Regions from separate parts of the Rattus norvegicus genome. Here region 1 is linked to region 2. Evidence: chromatin contacts called from public Hi-C data. All regions are on one chromosome and are shown on one strand. The core of a region is the stretch at or near the end of the contact, and the rest is flanking DNA. Distances in the headings are between cores, read along the strand shown. Region 1 overlaps Cdh4 (cadherin 4). Region 2 overlaps Cdh4 (cadherin 4).

Region 1 (6,290 bases), core at 2,057-4,556, 35 kb after region 2:
TCCATGGCCACACTCGTGTGTGTGTGTGTGTGTGTGTGTGTGTGTGTGTGTGTGTGTGTGTGTGTGTGTACATTGGCTCCGTCATGACTGTGTCAGGCCATCAGTAAGCACAAGAGAAAGGCAGGGCAGATTGCCACGGTAAAGGTGTCAATCGCTGGTGTGGCCTGACAGGAAACTCGGCAGAACATTGTAGAAAAACTGATGAGCGTCTCTGGCCATCCCAGGCAAACAGAGAGGCTGCTTGATTTTTAGACTTTTTACAGTACCAGGAACTGACCCCAGGGCCTGTGCTGGTTAGGCCAGGGCTCCAGCATCAAGCTGCATCCCAACCCAAGAGTTTTTAATCACTGACTCCACAGGAAAACATCCCAGCAAGGGCAGAGCAGTGTGTGGTGATACAGGCACCCCCAGGAGCAGGGCTGCCTGTGGGACACCACCCCAGCAAACCCAGAGATATCCAGGCACTTCCAAAAATATCCACCAATATTCAGACGTGTCCAGAAACCCCAGTGACATCCAGACATGTCCAAAAATGTACAGACACATTCAGAAACGTGTGACGTGTCGTTGGCAAGGACATCTGCGTGGGGATTTTTAAGTGGCCTCTTCTACAGTGTTTCCAGAGCTTTCCAGACAACACCTCCCTACAACCTCCGCTTGGCAGCAACTCAAAAAAAAACAAGGCCAGAGAAAGCAGGACACTGTCCTTCCTTTCCCAAAGATGGAAACAAAACCACAGAGCCTGTCTCAGCTACCTTCCCAGCTCCACTCAGGACAAAAGCATCAGACCAGGTCAAAACCAACCAAACCCCAGGGACCCAGCACCCTGCCACTGGTTCCTAACGTCGTTCTGGGGTCCAGCCACAGCCTGCCCAGAGAGCCTGAAAGGGCCCTGAAACATGACTTTCAGAGTAGGGAAGACATGGCCTAAGCGCCAAGGGTACTGGCAGCATCTGAACCTGCTCTTGCCCATGCTGCTCTGGTCAGGCTGACAAGGAACCCTGGAGAGCCAGGGGCAGGTGTCAGCAGAGACCCAGGGAAAAGCTGGAATGGAATGCTAGAATAATAAAGCAGCACCCATTCCCCTGTCAGGAGCCCTGCAGGACCCTCGGGGCTGTGCCCTGCCTCCACTCCCAGAGCTCTCCCACACTGCAGCCACTGAACTGCCTGCTCGGGAGAGCCCCGTGCTTTCTGCTCTTGCCTCTCCTCCTCTCCTCAGACCTCTTCCTTCAAGGACTACCAGAAGTGGCCTTCAGAGGCATGGGGTCAAGGAGACTACCATGGATGCCAAGGAAGAGATAGGAACATCCACAATGTGACCTTCATTAACCTCTAAGCACGAAGGGATGGTGACAGATCCAGACAGGTTGGTCTCAGTCCCCAGATCAGGGTCTTCCTGGGCTCTGACAAGCAGCAGGGCAGAGCATAGCTTAGCTCAGGATCACCCAGTCACAGCCCACAAGCCAAGTACAACCTGTGCCTGCTTTGTAAGTTGCACCGGCACATAGCCATACATACACACACCTCCCTGTACCCATCCACAATGTCCCTCCATCGGTCCGGACACCGAGACCTTTCTTGACTTTCCCTGTGGCAATCACCAGATATTGGGTGCAGAGTGGCCAGAGCAGCCCCAGGGAGTCCACATCACCTGTTGCAGCAGGGCGTTCTTCCGTGTGGAGACTCCACAGCCCCCACTTGTTCAGATCTGAGGTCTCAGACAGGCAGCCAGAGACGACAGCCGCAGCCACAGATGGATGCTGTGTCTATTGGTTATCTCTGAACTTTGCCAGTGTTTAACCAGGAGGCTTTGTACACAAATCCTCTGGATCCTTCTAAAGCGCGGGCTCTCGCCTCTCAGCATTCTTCTCTGGAGGGACTGGGAGGCCAGGAACTGCCTGAGCCCAAATGTCTACAACCTCTGTCCCCCTGACACCACCCCCTGGCTAGCTGCACCGGGCATCGCGTGTTTACCACTGTTTGCGTCTGAGGAGGAGTAAAGGAAAGAGTGTCAGAGCAGCACCATGATCCCAACCTGAAGCAGAAAGGAAGGTGTCCTTTTGGTGACAAGTGTCTAGGCCACAGTTTCCGTGGTTTCCAATTTCCCATGCATTCAGACAGGCCCACCCTTCCGGTCTCACCCCAGATACCACACAGCAGGTAACACCTGTTCACACCTCCATCTGCCCTTTTGGTCCCTCGAGCTTCCTGTACAGACGCACACGTGACCACACTCATCTTCTCCTGTGCACACACACATGTGACCATCCTGTACACATATGTGACCATCCTGTGCGCACGCACACGCACACACACATACACACATGTGACCACCCTCATCTCCTGTACACACACACATGTGACCATCTTATACACATGTGTATACACACACATGTGACCAACTTCATCTTCTCCTGTGCACACACACACACACACACATGTGACCACGCTCATCTTCTCTATCCTTTCATGGTTTTACATCTTGCTCTGACTAATACTAGACCTGTCTTTTGATAACTCTATACCCTCAAAACTGCACTCCCCAAACTTCCTGGAGTGTGTGCGCATGCGCGCGCACACACACACACACACACGCACGCACACACACGCACACACACACACACACACACGCAAACAACCACATGCACATACACACATATGCTCACATGCACAAATACAGATGCACATGCACATACATACATACATGCACAGGTGTGTGCACACATGAATACACACACACACACACACACACACACACACACACACACATCCCACCTCCCCCAGGACCTTAGTACGAACTATTCTCTCTGCCTGCCACAGTCCTCTCCAAGCATATTAAGTGGAGGTTTTTACTTCAGTTAGCAGCACATGACTACCACCCTCTGTCCATGGGCACAGACATTGCCATGATCTGAAGTGACCGTTTTCCCTTATTTACTGCTTGCTTCCTTCCTTGGAGCACTGCTTCTCGAACAATGCCCCCCTTGGGACACTACTACACTGCGGTATCTGCGATTGCTCCTAACACCCCATGGGCAGTCTATGGACACTGCCCAGTGCTCACATAGAGCATGGGACACTGGGCAGCAGAGAGGTCCCCATTCAGAATGACCTGTCCTAGAGTCAACCTTGGAAAGACAGGAACCCCAGGAGTGGCTCACAGGCTTCAGGAGGAGAATGAAGAGGAAAGTGAAGGGCGGCAGTGTGCAGCCTGTGGTTTGAGTCAGCAGCCTGGAGGCAGCGCCTGAGAGCCAGCGGGGTGGCCAGAAAGGTCTGAGAAGGACTCCTCAGCTCTCCCTGCTTCGAGCAGGGTCATTCCTGCCACTCTAGCCTCCTTCCTATGTCATGGGTGGTGCTCAATGGAGAAGAGAGGTAGACAACATGGCTGAGAGCAGAGCGAAGCAGCTGAATCCACCCTGTGCCAAGCCTGAGGCTTGCTAGGCTGCCGGCTCCCCACCGGCAGCAGCAGTGGGGAGGAGGGGCCGTGTGCACCCCACTGAGAAGAGCTGCATTCTCTCTGCTTTTGATGCAGCAGAAAGAGCTGCCTGCTGGAAGGGGATGGGAGGGAAGCCCACTCGTGTGTCATAAAGGCAGTGCCAGGAGCAGGTGGCAGGTCTAGGCAGTAGGAGCCCCCAAGTGGTTCCGTAGCACACCACCCTTCCCCCAGACAGTGGAGGCAGAGAGTTACCACCCCAGGCTGGAGCAAGCAATGCTGAAGTCTGAGCAAGGAATGCATCTTTTGACTCAGCAGCTGGGAGCTGAAGTTTAAAGATTTATTTTTATTGGTTTTGTGTGTGTGTGTGTGTGTGTGTGTGTGTGTGCGCGCGCAAGGGAGAGAGAAACAGAGACAGAGAGACAGAGACAGACAGAGACAGAGACAGACAGAGACAGAGACAGACAGACAGACAGAGGCAGAGACAGAGATAGAGAGAGAGACAGAGACAGAGAGAGAGACAGAGACAGAGAGAGAGACAGAGACAGAGAGAGACAGAGATAGAGAGACAGAGAGAGACAGAGACAGAGAGAGACAGAGACAGAGAGAGACAGAGAGAGAGACAGAGAGAGACAGAGACAGAGAGAGACAGAGACAGAGAGAGACAGAGACAGAGAGAGACAGAGACAGAGAGAGACAGAGAGAGACAGAGACAGAGAGAGACAGAGACAGAGAGAGCAGGCCCACAGAGGCCAGATGAGTTCAATCCCTGGAAGAATCAAACTCAGGTCCTCTGCAAGAGCAGCACACACTCTGAACCACTGAGCCATTTTTCCAGCTCCAGAACCTGGTTTTTACTCACATCCTCGAGTGAGGATGCTCGGGAAGCCCAAATCTCAGGGACTAGGACAGTCAGTGGAGGTTTGCCCAAGACCCAGGCCCTTGGAAGCCACCCTTTCTGGGAGCTCTGCTGTCAGTGTTGACTGCATATGGCCAAGTCCTCGTCACCAAGCATTCATCCACCTGGGCACCCGGTGAGGTGCACATATCTTTCCCCACTCCACCCCAGGCAAGGAAAGCCCCAGCATTAGGACAGGGCAAAGCACTCTGCCACACCGTGGGGCAATGCTGCTCAGTGGTCTGCGCACACATGCATCACCTTATCCTGGCACCGGATGCAGAAGTAGAGCGACCCACAGACAGGCAGGAATGCTCCATGACTGGATTCAGCCTGATGAGGCCCTGTGGAAGCCTGGGAACTCTAACCACGTCTCCCAGCAGCCCCGCAACCACGGAGGACAATGAGCACAGAGGCCCCTTGGGCTCCCAGGAGACAGAGCGGTCCATGAGAACAGTGCTGTGTAGCCCCTTCCACGATGTCCCAAGGCCAAGGTCTGCAGCCTATGAAGGCTTCCACAGGCAGCAGTGGTGTGGGGGGAGGAATGCATGCAGCCCGCTGAGGAGAGCTGCACTTTCTCAGGGGCAGTCTTCTAGTGCCAGCACCTTAAGCTGTGAGGCACACGCTGTGAGGTTCACCCACATACTGCAGTCAGCTCACCCAGGGCTACATCTGCCTAGGTCCCAGGCACTTTCATCACCCTGGGGAGAAGCCATACAGCGCTGGTGCCCCATCTACCCCCATAGGGAGCCTCTATCTGTGGGCTCGCCTGATGCAGACACATCGCCTTTGTAAAGACATCCTTGTGATTTTTCTGGACCTGGCTCATTTTCATCAGGCTCCGAGGTTCGTCTGGGCATAGCGGGTGTCGAAATGCTATTCCTTTTCAAGGCTGGGTGATACTCCACCATGTGGACACACTATGTTTCAAGTACTCTCCATGGGCTACTTGACCTTTGTGGGCGGTGCTATGTGCGCACTGGTGGGTGCCGTTCGTGTAGACACCTGTTTTTAGCCTTTGGATCCACACCCAAGAGTGGGGTTTCTGGGTTGCCTGCCAACTCTAGGTCCAACTTTTCACAGTTTCCACAGCGCCCTTGGACGCCCCTGCCCCACAGCTGGCCCTGCAAACCCCCTCACCTCACTCTCAAGCACAGAGCAGTCTCTAGATGGTGAGCAACAAAAGAGCAGCCTCAGCTACTCCACTTCTCAGTGGGGCAGGGGTCCAACAGTAGCCAGTGGGAAAGTCCAAAAGTATCAACCCTTGACCGGCACAGAACAGCCCTGAGCCTGAGACGGTCCCGAGACCCTCTCTGAAGGGCCAGCATGGCTTTGACCTCAGTGGATGATGAAGGGATTGAGGGAATGTCTGGGCTCTCGGCCTCAATTTATATCCCCCCTACTGACTGCCTGCTAGGATCAGAGAGCCCAGAATAAGTAGGAGGTTTGTCTTGTGGGTGAGGCAGTCTCAGCGTTTACTGGGGCAGCGCCTCAGGGGAAGTTGGGAGCTCCCAGCTATGGCTCAGCCTGACCTAGAGAGTGCAGCTAGCTGGGCAACAGTCCAGGGTGGCAAGGGACTCTGCCTGCCTACAGGGACACGCTGTGGAATCTTTGCTACTTTCTAGGGCAGGCCGACTGATGCATTATTGATGGGTGTTCTGCAGAATCTGCATGCTGGGCTGCAGGGATGCAGATGAAGGCCCCAGGGATGGCCGTTCTGGTTACCTTCCTGCTCTCTAACTTGAAAATGGTTGGATCACTTTTTATTGAATCCACTGGAACTCCACTGCTGATACTGGGGCCAGGTCTGGGAGCACGTGCCCTGTTCTCTATACCTAATGGGAGCTAAGGAAGGGGTGCCACAGGAAAGCAGTTGGCCAATAGGGATGAGCCCGAACATAGTGTGCCAACTGTACCCCACAGCTCCTTCTGTCTCTATGGAGGGGTAATTCAGGGGTA
Region 2 (6,396 bases), core at 3,187-5,686:
CCTATGTTGACAGCATCTCTGTCTCACCGGTTGCCTAAAGTCCTGTGTCCCCTTCTCTGCTCACATTCTACATATAATCCATCTCCAGAGCATGCTGTCTAAACCCCCAGAATACACCTCAGTCACCCTCTACCCTGACTGTGCCGCCATCCATCAGCGGCATCACTTCCATGACTCCTGGGCTATTCTCCTGCCTCAGCCCTAACTCCTATGGTGGGGACCATCCAGCAAGACTGGATGTTCCTAGAAACATGACAGATGGCACCTTCTGCTCACCCCTCCAGTTATCCCTCGTCATCAGGACAAAAGCCAGGATCCCACGGGTCTTCCTTGGCCCCGCAGCATGTGGTCTTCTGAGCAATGTCCCCGTTACACTCGCCACCTTGCTCGTCCTTGAGTGTGACAGCTGAGCTCCCCTGGCTCTAAGTCTCAGCCCTTTGAGGTTTCTTAGACATTTTCTCCTGAAGCATTGTCCCCCATCCCCCAGGTGGCTGTCTCTTCTCTTAGTCCAGGTCTTGGCCACAGTGTCATCTTATGTAAGAATCTGTCACCGATGCTTTTATCTAAACTCGTGTCTACTGGACATCACCACCTGCCACTGGAGTCACGGGGACATGCACAGGACAGGCAGAGAGTACCTAGGGTGCCCAGGGCAAGTATCCACGGGTGGGAATGTGACACAAGTTGACAAGTGTTCCAGCACCTTATCAAGCTTCCAAAAATACCACTCCTGGAAGAGTTGTTGCGTGAGCCGTGACTCCAGACCTAAAGATGTGCTCAGTCCCTGGAACACCCGCTTGCTCAGGAAGCCCAGCCACACCTCCCTGAGCTGGTGTCTGTTCTGACCAGACTACCCTCCTTACTTCATTGTGTGACACAGCCACCTTCCTGTTTACCCTCCCTGGGCCAGAGCATGGAGAGGTCTAAAACAAAACCTGGATCCGGACTGTCAAAGAAGGGAAGCAAAGGAGGAAGCACAGCATCACACACCCGTAATCCCAGCACTCCGAAAGTACAGTCGGGGGAAATCACGACGCTGAGGCCAGTTTGGACTATACAGCAAGACTTTGTCAGAAAACAAGCTAAGGAGCTGGGGAGATGGATGGATTTGCTGTTAAAGTGGTTGCCGGGCAAGTGTGAAGACCAGAGTTCAAGTTCCGGCTCTGACATAAAAAGCCAAGCAAAGCAGCATGACTGGAGGATGCATGGCTACTACCTGAGAAGTGGGACAGCCTCAGACAGAGACAGACAGACAGACAGACACAGACAGACAGACACTACCCATGGGAGGGCACACCCAGCATTGGGGATCCAGGGTAGAAACTGTTTTTGCTAAATGTGCTTCCTGAGTTTGGCTTTAATGCTTTCTTTTCTTTTTTTTTCAAGTGTTTTTTAAATTTTTATTCTTAAAATAAGCTTCTGAGAAAAAGCAGGAGTCCTGCGTGGCCAGCGAATCCAGGACCTTGATGTACAGAGGCAGTTACTCTGAGTGAATCTAGACATGATTCATCCGATTGTGCGCCCATGGATGCTCTAAAATGGAAGGAAAAGCCTCCTGAGCACAAACACATGAGTTCTATCTCCAGACCCCACACCAGCAGCCAGGTAGTGTGGCCTGCGCTTGTAATCCCAGGGCTGGCAAAGCAGAGATGCTGAATCCCTGGAGATTGCTGGCCAGGCCAGTGAGAAACATTGTCTCAAAATAACAAGTTAAAAAGAGGGTGGTGCCTGAGGAATGACGCTAGAGGCCGCCCTGGGGCCTCCCACCAGCTAAGAGAGCAGGGCGCAGTAGCTCTCCCTGTGGGAGAATGACAATCCCCAAAAAGTTAGTCAGCCCTCTGCGTTCCCAGCAAGTCAGGCATGTACATGCCCACATAGCCGTCCCCTGTCAGCAATAAAGCCCGCCCAATCGCCCACCAGAAATTAAGAGAGCTTGGCCTTATTAATTTGGTGTAACCTCAAGGGCATCTCTGAGACCAACTAATCCCCTCTTCCCCACCAGGCAAATTTTATAAGAACAGATTCATGGCTTTCATTAGTACTCATATGACTTTGAGGGTTTTCCCCTGATTTATGAAACTCCAAGTAATTGTGAACAGCATACACAATGGCCATGGTGTTTCGCCAGGGAACTCCGTTCCTTCCGTGCCTATCACATGCTGGGAGTTCTGCTACAGTAACCTTCGTGAAGATAACTGAAGGCTCAGTTTCACTGTGCGTGGGAAATACTTCAGATCTCCTCCATATCGTTCAAAAGCTGAGGAAGAGTGGGGGCGGGGTGGGCCCCGAGTTTGTGCCCTTCCTTTGATGAGAGCAGTTCTAGCAACCAGCTGAGTCCAGCTGCTTGCAAACTTTCTTCTTTGGTAACTTCATATACGTCTATGATGAATGTGAGACATTTTCACACACACACGCACGCACGCACGCATGCATGCACGCACGCACACACACCATTTCTCTCCCACCAAACACCTTCTCCACAAGCCTCCATTCTCTTTGCTGTTTTTCTGTTTAGTTGACTGGTTAGTTGGACACGTGAGTTTTTGTGGCTCTGTAGGGTTGCTTGAGTGAGTGTGGGTAGATGTAGTCACCAGACCGTTGCCAATCTAACAGTGACTTCTGAAGAAAACACCACCCTTCCACAGCAACCTTTCGTGCTAATAGCCGTAAGCTTTTCCTGGCTCCTGGGGAGGGGCGTGGTCGTGGAAGTTTCTCCACATCTTGAAACATTGAAGCTCCACTTGTGCAGGTGACCACTCATAGCACGCTTCCCCACTCTCCAGCTCTTGTGATCTTTCACCCTCCTCTTCCTCGGTGCTCCCTGAGCCCTGAAGTGGCTCACACAGATGTCTACTTAGTGTTCGGCACTCATCGCCCAGCAAGGAGCTCTTCAATGAGACGCTGCAGCAAGCTCACAGACCACAGTGCTGCCCTTCCACACAGTCACTCACCGGAACAATTAAAATGAAGCTCTGACTAGGAGCTTTTAAACTGGAGGCTCCGACAGACAACCACCTGAACGTCCTGGACCCACATCTGCAGGGCTGGCCGGAGTGAGCGGATGCCAGCACCTGAGTCTCTGGTGGAGTGTGCAGTAGCCCTTTGAGCTGCAGAGCTGGCTCGGTCCAACCATCTGCACGCTATTCATAGGGCTCTGGGTCCAGCAGGGAGATGGCTCTGCTTCCTTCCTGCCTACAGAGGCTGTGTGTGACTAAGCTAGGAGTGTAGCTCAGGGTAGAGCACTCACCCACCACACCCAAGGCCACAGGTTCTATCCCTAACATCACAAACAAGCGAAGATAATGTGACCACTAAACAGGACCTGGGAACTCTGCCCCAGGTCCCAGTTGCACACGGAGTCTTTGGCCTCAGTGGCTACATCTGCAGCATGGGCTAGACGGTGTCCAGAAAGCTTAGCACTCTTGGAATGTTCCAGTTGTCTTTTGAGAACTTCCGAATCCTCAGACTGGACCACTGAGCTGGTGACAGAGCTGGTGAGGTGGACACATTAGGTGGGGAGGCATGATTCTGCAAAGAGGTATGAGTCCAGAGACAGCGAGTAGACCCGTGAGTAGCTACTGGAACTGCCCTTGCCTACCAGGGCGGTAAGCCAGAGTGGAGAACCCACAGTGTGTATTCTTCTGCTATGGGTTCCCAGCAGTCTCCAGACCAGGCTCCAGTGAGCTGGGGAGGTGTGACGTGTCTCCACCCTCCCTTCCCTCTCCTTCCACTTCTGCCTTCTCTGTCTTTGTTCTCTGTGCAGTAACGGTTCCCAGAGACCCCAGCACCTGTCTGGCTTTGCCAAGTCTCAGGCTTTGCAGCCTTTCTCTCCCCACCCCTCCACAGCCTGCCCATTCCCCATCTTCCAGATCACAGGACAGCTAGCTATCCTGCAAAAAGCCTTTCTTAGGGCCTCGGCAGCCATGGTTTCCCAACAGAAGGATGAGTAAGCGACCTGGCTGTCTCTCTGCCCACCCGCTCCTGGGCTGTGACTCCTGGTTTAATTTGCTCATCTAGTAATTATGAGGTACCTGCTGCATACACCGTCCAGGACCCAGCGTTCTACTCTTGGGGACAAGTTACGCTACTGGATTCCCAGGGTGTGTGGAGCATCAATAAGGCTTACGAACAATAGGACAGGAAAGGAGAAATGGAGGCAAGGTATCTGGGCAAAACAGAAGCCAAAGAAAACCTGATTCACCGTCAGCTGTGGGACCAAGTTCAAGCCCCGAGACCAACAGAGTTTTGTGTGCACGTGGATGAGGCCACAGGAAGCTGCAAATGTGTCTAGGTGCAACCGCCTTTTTACCTCTGGGCTTCAGCGAGAGTCAGGTTTTAAAGGAAAATTGCCTTCCTTGGCCAGCTAGTCTTGCTGGCTGCAGGCACAGCCAAGAGTAAATCCACTGTCTACATCCTGGCGTGTGGGCTGAGGGATGGGGGAGGCACAGCTGTCACGACTCAGAGCCTTTCACTCGAAGAAGCTGGAGCCGCTTCGGGCCATGCAAACTCCCAGCGGGAACAAAAAATGAGAAATTGCAACCTGTTCTCCTGGGGAAATCTCTAGCTTTAATACAGTACAAGAGGAGGCACAGAAGCGCTTCACCAGAGATCCGTGTCCTGCTGAACAGGCTTGACCCTAAGGATTATCTGAGCATATTTTGAAATGCCAGGTCAGGGACGGGGGGGGGGGGGGTTGTGAGTGACAGGACCACTGGCCACAAAATATCCGACCCTTTCAGAGGTGGGTGCCCAAGGAGAGAGGCCGTGGTGTGGGCGTGGAGGCCTGTGTGTATTTATGTGCTTGGATGTGTTTGTAATGAGTCTTTGCACTATTCATGTTTGTATATGTGTGTGGTTTTGTGTGCATGCTGTGCGGTGTATGTGCGGATGACATCTGGGCATCTATACGTAGTGTGTCTGTGTCCATCACTGGATAAGAGCAAAGGAACCCAATTGGGTCGTCAAGCTCTCTGAGCTACTCTTGCCCCATGCTACGCACAGCCTCGCAGACCCACTTGTCACTGACAGCCGTTGTCCAGGTTTATAACTGCGGAGTTTCACTTTGTGGAACACCTCCTGTCCCTGGACGGTGAGTGTCCTTGTGCTGTCTGTCACCTTAGGGCCTGGCACACTGTGTGGTTTTGGCCCAAAACTGAGGGCCTTTTCTGAGTGTTCCTCTTTTCCTCTCCCTCCCTCCTCTCTCCCCTACCCGCCACACATCTGGAATCCAGATGTGATTCTGCCCCATTGCTCCCTCACTTGAATACACCGAGAATAAACCCAGGTGTCTGCAGCTGGAAGCCACATGGTGACTTTATCCAGCTTCAAGTTCATTTGAATAAGGCAAATACTTTATGTGGGGGACTTGGGGGCCTCCCTCCCTCCATCTTTTCTGAGGATAGAGCGGTCCTGCTACAGTCCCCAGGTGAACACAGCCTCCGGTGCCGCCGTACGTTATTTTAATGCAGACATCACTTTAAACTAACCTTTTACCATCTGTTCTGTCCTCTAACAACAAACGCAGAGGAGCCCAAGCAATTCTCTGCGGCGTCCTCAGCAGGGGGCTGGCGCGAGGGCTGCCTGCGCTTCCTGCTCCCTACCCACATTCGTGTCTGCGATGTTTTCCTCATTTTCCAGACACAAATCACAGGAAAGTGCTCTCCCCTGGCCCGCCAGGCTCCTTTATACAGTATTTCTTCTCCACAAGGTAAACTATGAGAGAATCTGAGCACTCCAAGGTCTGTGCAGAGAGCCCCCTGGACACCACACTCAGCAGCCCACGGCCGCTGTATGTCAGGAGGGGCTTCGGAGTGGCCCAGCAGAGGATCAAAGCACGATGAGTTTCCTTTACAAAAAAAAAAAGTATTAACTGTACGGCGGTTCCTTTCAGCACGGTTATAATTAATGCCCTTCTTGGCAGAAGGAGGTGGTAGAAGTTCTGTATGACATCACAGCATCTGTTCCAGGTCTACTGGAGACACCAGTCACTGCCCCTGGCTCCATGTGTCCCCTTTAATCACTGCACTTGAGACCTGACTGTGATCCCAAAGTCCAAGTCCAGAGTCAAAGCTACCAACATACCACAACCCAGAGGTGCCTAGTCCTCCAGGGCAGCTCCCTGTCCCTGTGCCATGAGCCACCTCACGACTGTGGGAATTGTCCCTTACCCTTCAGGCACCAAGAACACAGACACAGGCACAGGGCAGGCTGTCTCTCCACTAGACTCTCCGTGTCCCTGGTTATTAAATCCCGTTTTCTGCAAAAATGGAGACCAACCACCTCACCAGGGCAACATACGTGGGCAACTCAGACTCCGTGGTAGACTTTTTCTGCTATGCCCAGACCAGGAGGCATAGGTAACTCGGGTGATGATGGCTTCACTCTTGTGTAACCAGT

What was found. Hi-C and Micro-C count contacts between places; a contact is called where the count stands out from the background.
Region 1: a contact with region 2 is called in a Hi-C map of the A7r5 cell line, with 2.1 times the contacts expected there. The contact joins two enhancer-like sites. A contact is called at or near these places in 4 of 12 Hi-C or Micro-C datasets (the A7r5 cell line, frontal cortex, kidney and 1 more).

Annotation. Positions count from the first base shown.
Region 1 is chr3:187,347,720-187,354,009 of GRCr8, forward strand. All of the region lies in intron 7 of Cdh4 (cadherin 4), which reads left to right. Among named protein-coding and RNA genes, the nearest start is that of Taf4, 110 kb to the right of the region's middle. Within about 2 kb of position 3,307, at least 14 of the 93 cell types and tissues checked have an H3K27ac peak or open chromatin away from gene starts, as enhancers often do.
Region 2 is chr3:187,311,700-187,318,095 of GRCr8, forward strand. The region is part of intron 4 of Cdh4 (cadherin 4); the gene reads left to right. Among named protein-coding and RNA genes, the nearest start is that of Taf4, 150 kb to the right of the region's middle. Within about 2 kb of position 4,437, at least 12 of the 93 cell types and tissues checked have an H3K27ac peak or open chromatin away from gene starts, as enhancers often do.